Linked DNA regions of Anas platyrhynchos: region 2 is linked to region 1. The links are chromatin contacts, called in public Hi-C maps. All regions are on one chromosome and are shown on one strand. The core of a region is the stretch at or near the end of the contact, and the rest is flanking DNA. Distances in the headings are between cores, read along the strand shown. Region 1 overlaps LOC106019000 (a long non-coding RNA gene). Region 2 holds the start of MYC (MYC proto-oncogene, bHLH transcription factor).

The links. Hi-C and Micro-C count contacts between places; a contact is called where the count stands out from the background.
Region 2: a Hi-C map of F5 follicle shows a contact between it and region 1, with 6 times the contacts expected there. The contact joins the promoter of MYC here to the enhancer-like site in region 1. A contact is called at or near these places in 3 of 8 Hi-C or Micro-C datasets (F5 follicle, small yellow follicle and subcutaneous adipose tissue).

What each region holds. Positions count from the first base shown.
Region 1 is chr2:9,657,980-9,661,811 of IASCAAS_PekinDuck_T2T, reverse strand. All of the region lies in intron 5 of LOC106019000 (a long non-coding RNA gene), which reads right to left. Among named protein-coding and RNA genes, the nearest start is that of CYRIB, 160 kb to the right of the region's middle. Within about 2 kb of position 1,996, at least 5 of the 8 cell types and tissues checked have an H3K27ac peak or open chromatin away from gene starts, as enhancers often do. A contact at or near this core is called in F5 follicle and small yellow follicle, where this site is marked.
Region 2 is chr2:10,333,383-10,337,214 of IASCAAS_PekinDuck_T2T, reverse strand. It overlaps MYC (MYC proto-oncogene, bHLH transcription factor), which reads left to right and starts at 2,007. Exons shown (of 3, transcript XM_038175084.2): 1 at 2,007-2,281; 2 at 3,380-3,832. The coding sequence starts at 3,395.

The DNA of each region.
Region 1 (3,832 bases), core at 747-3,246:
CCCCCTGGCATCTGGTCTGCTGAGGCTGCAGGTCTCACAGTGGGGTTTTAGAGCAAACAACTGGGAAAACCTGACTGCTTAGCAGAACAAAACTAAAACACATCAGCTTCCACTCCATGACGCACTGGTATGTGGAGTATTAAAGGCATTTGAACCACAATCCCCACTCAGATCAGCTTGTGCATCCCCTCTGGACATCAGAGCAACATTCCCATTTCTTGCTGCATTGGTGGCTTGCTCAGCAGCAGTGTGTTTACACTCCCTAAACCCAAACTCCAGTACTATTATGTCCATATTGCCCGTCCCTGCTCCAGAGAATTCCCCATGTTTAGTCTGAAGTTTCTGCACTGCAACAGCTTATGTAGGAGGTAGCTGCTGTAAGTCACAGAAATACATCCATAGAAATGAGCATTTTCCAAATTTTACAGTAGAAGACAGTGGCTGGGAAAGTATTCTGATATCTTGGAATTAAAGGAATTTGCTTATTACTATGAACATTAAACTTTACTAGGACTATGAACGGAACTTATTTTCTGAGTTTCAGCTGGTATTTTGCAATTTTACCCTCCAGCCTACTTTTTTTTTTTTTTAATTGAAACTTCTAGAATATACACTTTCTGTTCAGCTTTTGCAACTTCCTGCATGAATGAAATATCCCCTACCCCTGACCAGAAAACCCTTCCACATCTCTTTCAGAAGTTCACTTCAGCAAATGTAACATCCTCACCAGAAGGAAATGCAAGCCATAAAACATTCTGCAGCCTTCCTTTCTGTCTGGCTTGCCTCAGACTTCATTCATAAAAAGAGAGAGAGGAGGGGAGAATAAGAAAAAGTGACAGTTGATTCAGAAAGTTGTAAGATGTAAACACTCGTCCACAAATGATGCATGGATGGTTAGTGTTGCATATCTTTGGGGACAACATAGCCCTGTCTTTCAAACTTGTCAAATCCTAACAGCCATTGTTATCAGCATGCAGAAGCTTCCAAATTCCTACCTGTCACTGAAATTCTTAGAAAATGAGAAACCATAACAGGCTGAGAAAATGTAACTGTGATCTGTGCTATCCTGCTGCTGCCTGGGACACCAGCACTTGCCCACAAGTGTAATGCTTACTTAGCAGAGCCATCTTATTGATATCCTCAGGACTTCTAGTTTCTTTAAGCGTTCACAAGGTCAGATGGGCAAGCAAATTTCTCACTCTTTCCAAAGGCTGCAGACACCTCGGTGATTTTTTTTATCCCTAAGTAACCCCTGTGACATTTGCATTGCAGTGGCAGCTCTAGTGCTTCTCCACAAAGCTCAGGCTCCTGCTGTACTGACCACTACTGAAACACTCTGTGTGACAGAGAAAGAAAGCATAGTTATTATTAATTATTCTAATTACTATTATTATTGCTTCCACTTTACAAAAAATGAATGAGGGAAGAGCAGCCTTCATTTTCAGCCCTGCTCGGGGTCAGTGAAGTGAAACTTTGCCAAGCACCCAGGGTCAGGACAGGGATGAAACCTTTCACCCTCCTGAGAGATAAAAAAAAAAAAAAAAAAAAAAAAAAAAAAAAAGAAGCCACTTTCCCCAAGAATTGTAAAACTTTATGAGACCCATCCTCCCAGAAAAATGTCGTTAGCCAGCAGATCAGTGCAATTACTTTTCACGGGTGTGCTGGAGGCTGCTGCCCTGGAAGCAGGTGGGCTTCCAGCCCTGGGGTGCGAGCAACAACTCTCCAGACCCTTTCTCCCACTGCTCCCCAGCTATATCCGTCCCTGGCCTGGGCAGCTCCGAATAGAAAGGAATTCCTGGCACAAAGCACATGGGGAGCAGCAGCCACCCCACACTGCAAAGCTTTCCTGCAGCCTCCCGGCCGCTGGCCCTGCCTTTTGAATGGGCTCCGTGTCAGCAGGCGGCAGGAATTCGGGGAATGCTAAACTGCAGGGCAGTCCACTTGGGAGGATTAAGGCACATGACTCGCAGACAGGAGCGATAGCCCTGAAGGCCAAGCCCTACAATGAGCGGTTTCTCCCCAGGCCCCCCCACAAGCAAGCGTCCTCTGCCCTGGCCAGCAGGGAGGAAGCGAAGCAGGACTTGCATCGAGAGCTTCCTACTTTTCATTGAGAAAAAAGAGAGCGTGGCTGCTCTCTGACAGATCCTCTCCCTCCCCAGGCAGAAGACGGGGCTGGGAGATGGGTAGGGACAGAGGCGGCATTTCTTCAATGAATTCAGTTTCCCACTGCGTGTAAAGGTTACTTCCCTCCATCACCTCGCTGGATCCTGTCACAAGCTTCCCACTCTGAACGAAAAGCAGAAACTGCCTTTCTGAACGAAACCACTTCTCACTTCACTGTGTTTTAGTGGCCAGGAGCCCCACGCTGCCACAGCCCCGCTGTAGTGCTTTTGAGCATTAAAATTCCCGCGTCTTTGTCGGAGGTGGCTGTGAGAACATATCTGGGAGCTGTTTGTGTGTTTTGCTGCTAAAAGTATCTGTCATGACAGGCAGGCTTCGCACTGCCTGCTGCGTTTGAGGCCAGGTTTGCTGGGTGATGCCATGCTGCATGCATCCTCTAAACCACACAGTGGAAGAATGTGGCCTGGTACCTCTCCCTCACTCTTTCTTGATAAATCCCACAGGTCCTCTGCATGAACCTGAAGTCAGATGTCTGAAGCACACCCCAAGAGGTCTCCTCCATGCCCCCAGGAGTGCAGGGGACCCCAGAAGCAGCCCCAAGCTAGCCCTTCCTCATGTGTCAGAAACCCCTTTTACCTGATAATAGCACCCAAAATATTTACTGTGACCATGTTTATTAACACATGGCATGCATTGTGGGCCAGCTGTAGGTACTGGCTTCAGTCTGAGAAGATCTCACATGATCATGAAATGACCATGAAGAAAGCAACAGGATCAACCACACTAGTCCTATCAATTGTAGAAGACCTTGGAGGGCAGGGTGTAGTTATTTCTGTTTAACTTTTCCTGTTACTTAAGATTTGTTTCATGGAGCATTTGCAACAAAAAACATTGATATAAAAGCTCTTAATTGCCTGCACCTGCACTACCAGTGGGACAGGCAGAGGACTGGCAGGAGGAGCCCTCCCTTGCTCTGCTGTTTCTGACCCAATGTACCTGAAATAAAAAAGGTCTTATCCTGCTTGTTTTCACATCACTTCACATCCAGTAACTGCAAATTAATCATTCCCATGCAAATAAAAGCAAATTCAGTCTTCATATATTCCTTGGAGATATTCAGTTACAAATAGTCATTTGTGGGATAAATAATTGATTGTAATTAAAGCTGTGTACTGAAGAGAGGAAGTTTCACAGCTCTCCTTTCTTCTTAAAGCTTTGGTGTCCAAAGCTGAGTACCAGCTGGAGTAAATACACCGGAAGTTTAACATAGCTGGCCTTATCTGTGTTGTGCAGAACTGGATAACTTCACGTTTGTAAGCTAACACCCAGATCTTGTGCTTGCCTGAGAATACACGACCGTACAGCTTGCTAGATAAGCTACTGCATTTGCAGATGATAATGCATGCTCAAAGTGTGATGATGCATGTCCACGTGTTAAATTCCATTCACAAATTATTAAAATATTGTTTATGAACTAGAGGAACTGCTGTGCTAGATCAGATCAAAAGTCCAGCAGCCCCATTTGCTGTCCTGAACTTTAGCCCCGGCAGATTAAGGGGAGGATTGAGGGAGCAGATTAAGCTCTAAGAAAGAGAATAGAACAGGTTATGTGCAGAATGATCCCTTTCCTACCAATTAGCTAATAGTGGCCTTCCTGAGATCATTGTATTAAATAGATGTCACTATACTCCTCCTTCATGGGTTATCATAA
Region 2 (3,832 bases), core at 758-3,257, 680 kb before region 1:
GAGTCACGTTATTTCCATTCACATCAGCGAGCTCTACTACACGAGAGTGATGCCTTTAAAAATAGCACGATGTATTTTAAGCCATCTCGGAGCAAGGGTAAACCCAGTTCTTAAAATGTCACTAGGTGAAGCATCCCCGTTATGACTACGCAGCAGCTCTTGCCTCTCGCTTCACTCTTTCTGCGTGGATCCATCCCTCCTTTGCTACCCGACAGCAGAGGCGGGACGGCAGAAAGCGCCCCAAAGTGCACTCGGGGACATTTGCTTGGTGAGGAGTTGGACGGTTGTAGATGTGCTTTGCTGGAAGGCTGCTCAGCAGAAATGGTCGTTTCCCGTTAAAAACAATAAGAGTATATATTGTTAATAAAATAATTAAATAATTCAAATAAAATAATTAAATAAAAAAAATAGTAAAATAGTGAAAATAATATTTTTTTTCTTTTTTCTTTTTTTTCTTTTCTTTCTTTTCTTTTTTTTCCTTTTTTTTTTTTTTTTAATTTTCTTTCTGGGAGGGGGGTGCTGCGGGGGGAGGGAGGGGAGGAGAGAGTCGCAGGTGCCGGAGAGGGGGTGGGGGGTGTTTCGCGCTGCCTCCCGCGGGCTCGGAGCGGCCGGGAGGGGGCGCGATGTCCCCACGGTAGTGGCGGCGGCCGTGGGAAAGCGGGGCCGCCCCCCAGCGCCGGCGGGAGCCTCACAGGGGGTGGGGTGGAGCCCCCCCTCCCCCCCCCGCTTCCATCCCCCTTCCATCCGTCCTTTCCCCCCCCAGCTTCGGTCCTCTCGCCCCGTGGGGCGGCCCCGAGCTTTGCATCCTGCCCTGTGGGTTGTGCTTTAATAAATAAATAAATAAATAAATAAATAAATAAATAAATAAATAAAATAAAAGTGGGGAGGGGGATATATAAATAAATGGGAATAAAAAAATCCCAGCAGGGATGGGATAAGTTGGGGGGGGGGGGGGAAACGGACACTACGTTCCGTGGAGCGGAGAGTAGAGGGGCTTTGCTAGGGAGGTTTAGGGGAATTGAGGGGATTTGGGGAGGGAATAGGGGGTGAGGGCTCAGCACGGGGAAGGGGGGGGGCTCGGGGAAGCCGCAGGTGCGGCGGTGGGAGGGATGGGGGCGTCAGCTAACGGTCCTGGGGGGCCGGGCAGCGAGATGGGGGCGTCCCGTCGGGGGTGGGCACCGGGAGCTGGGGCGGGGGGGGACCCCGGGAAGGGACAGGGAAGGGGCAGGGGGCAGCCGGGGTGTGACAAAACGGGCTGCAAGGTGACCCCCGCGGGCCTGTGCCCCCCCTCTCTTACACCCCTACATCCCCCCTCCCTCCCCCCCCGCAGCCTCCTTTTCTCCCGTTTAATCCTCCCGCAAAGGCGGGATAAGAAAGCGGCGACCCGGGGCGGGGGTGCCCGAGTCGGAGCCCCCCCGATGAGGCTGGGTGCCCACCGAAGCCCCCCTACATGGAGGGGGAGTGTTGGAAAAAGGGGTTGAACCCCCCTCCCCCTTGTGCCCTGTCGGGGAGCGCTGAGCAAGGAGGGAAAAGGCGAGGAGCAGCCTTTTAATCCCTCCTAGTAAATTTTTTTTTTTTTACTATGTTTACTTCCGACCTCTCCTTGCGCAGCTCGTAGTAAGAAGGGTGGAAAAAAAATAAATAATTAAAAAAATAAAAATTAAAAAAAAAATAAAAAATAACCACCGCGGAGCGCTGCATCACCTCCCCCCCCCCCCAGCCCTTCCAAACCTCCCGGCGGAATTAAAGGCTGGGGGATTGTGTGTGTGTGTGGTGGGGGGGACACGCGGAGCTCCTCGGCCGCCCCCTCGCGGTGCCGCGCTCCCCGCCGCCAGGCGCGGAGCTCTGCGCGCCCGCTGCCGAACGGGGGCGCGGGAGGCGTCGGCGCGCACGGCGGGAGCGAGCGGGGGCCCCGCGGTGGTGCCCCCGCCCCCCGCGGCACTTTTACGCCCGCCCCTCGCCGGCTCTTTAAAGCAAGAAAGCAACTAAACTTCTATTGTAGCAGACAGAGCGCGCCGCGCCGCCTTGGACCGTACAATCTGATTCCCCTTCTCTCCGCTGCTCCTTGATTTTTTTTTTTTTTATTTTTTTTTTTCTAAACCTTGGTGGGAGGAAGAGATCTACGTTCTCCCGGCGTTTTGTCCTTTTTTTCCCCGTCCTATCCGGCGGTTCTTTTTATAATTTTATATATATATTATTTTTTTTCCTTATTTTGTTGGTCCCCGCACCGCCCGCAATAATTGCCTCGCTCCGTTTCGCAGCTGGCGCCTTGGAGAAGCCGGTGAGTCGCGGGGCTCCGCTTTTCCCATCACTCGATCCGCCGCGGTAGTGGCTTGGACTGACAGGGCTGCTGACACCGGGGGCCGCCGGGGCTGCGCTCCGAGGACGGGGACACCGGCGGTCCCCCCCGGGGGACGCTCTCCTGCGCCGGGGCACCGGCCTTCCCCATCCTTTCGCTTGCTCTCGGCTCTTCAAATATCTATCTATTTTTTATTTTTTTTTATTTTTTCTCGGGGGAGGGGAAGCATTTGCTTCTCCCGCGTATGCATGGGCAGGTTATGCTTATTGCACATTCTGCCTATATTCATATATATGGGTATATATATATATGGATATATGGATACATATATATATAGATATATATGCATGTATATATATACGTGTGTATATATATATATATCTTTGCGTAGACATATATATTTATTTATATATATATTATATGCGTGTATATGACAAGACCTGGCAAACTTTGCTGAGGTCCCTGCCCGTCCCCGCGCATTGCCCGCACGCCCAGGTGGGTGGCAAGGGGGCAGCCCCCCTGGGTGCTCGAAGCTCCCCGCAGCTCTCCCTTCCCTTCCCGGCTCGGTCCCGGATTCCCGATCCCGGGCTGGCGGAGCTGCTCCGGGAGGGAAGGAAGAGGGCTTCGTGCCGGAGCCGTGCCCCGTGTGAACGCGGCGGCTGCGGAGGGGCGGCGGGAGGGAGCCGAGCCGAGCCGTGCCGCGTCGAGCTGAGCCGTGCCAAACCGTGCAGAACCGAGTAGGGCTGCACAGAGCTGCCGGAGCCCCTCCGGGAGAGCCGCGGGGAGGGTGGTCGGGGCGGCACCGGGAGCTGCCCCCCTCGGTAGATCAAGTCGCGCCTCCGACTTGGGAGAGGGTGAGGGGAGGTCGTACCTTTTTTATTATGATTATCATGGATTTTATTATGATTTTTTTTTAACATTAATTTGAAACCGACCGCGGGTTTTTTTGCCCGTCGGCACGGCGCGGGGAGCCGGGAGGGAGCGCTGCGCGCTGGGGGGCGGTCGCCCCTTTAGGGTCGCGGGGGGAGAGCCGACCCCCAAGGCTCACCCCGGCGTCCCCCTGTCCTCCCCCTCCCGCAGGCACCAGCCGCCGCGATGCCTCTCAGCGCCAGCTTCCCCAGCAAAAACTACGATTACGACTACGACTCGGTGCAGCCCTACTTCTACTTCGAGGAGGAGGAGGAGAACTTCTACCTGGCGGCGCAGCAGAGGGGCAGTGAGCTGCAGCCCCCAGCCCCGTCCGAGGACATCTGGAAGAAGTTTGAGCTCCTGCCCACGCCGCCCCTGTCGCCCAGCCGCCGCTCCAGCCTGGCCGCCGCCTCCTGCTTCCCCTCCACCGCCGACCAGCTGGAGATGGTGACGGAGCTCCTCGGAGGGGACATGGTGAACCAAAGCTTCATCTGCGACCCGGACGACGAGACCTTCGTCAAATCCATCATCATCCAGGACTGCATGTGGAGCGGTTTTTCCGCCGCCGCCAAGCTGGAGAAGGTGGTCTCCGAGAAGCTGGCGTCCTACCAGGCGGCCCGACGG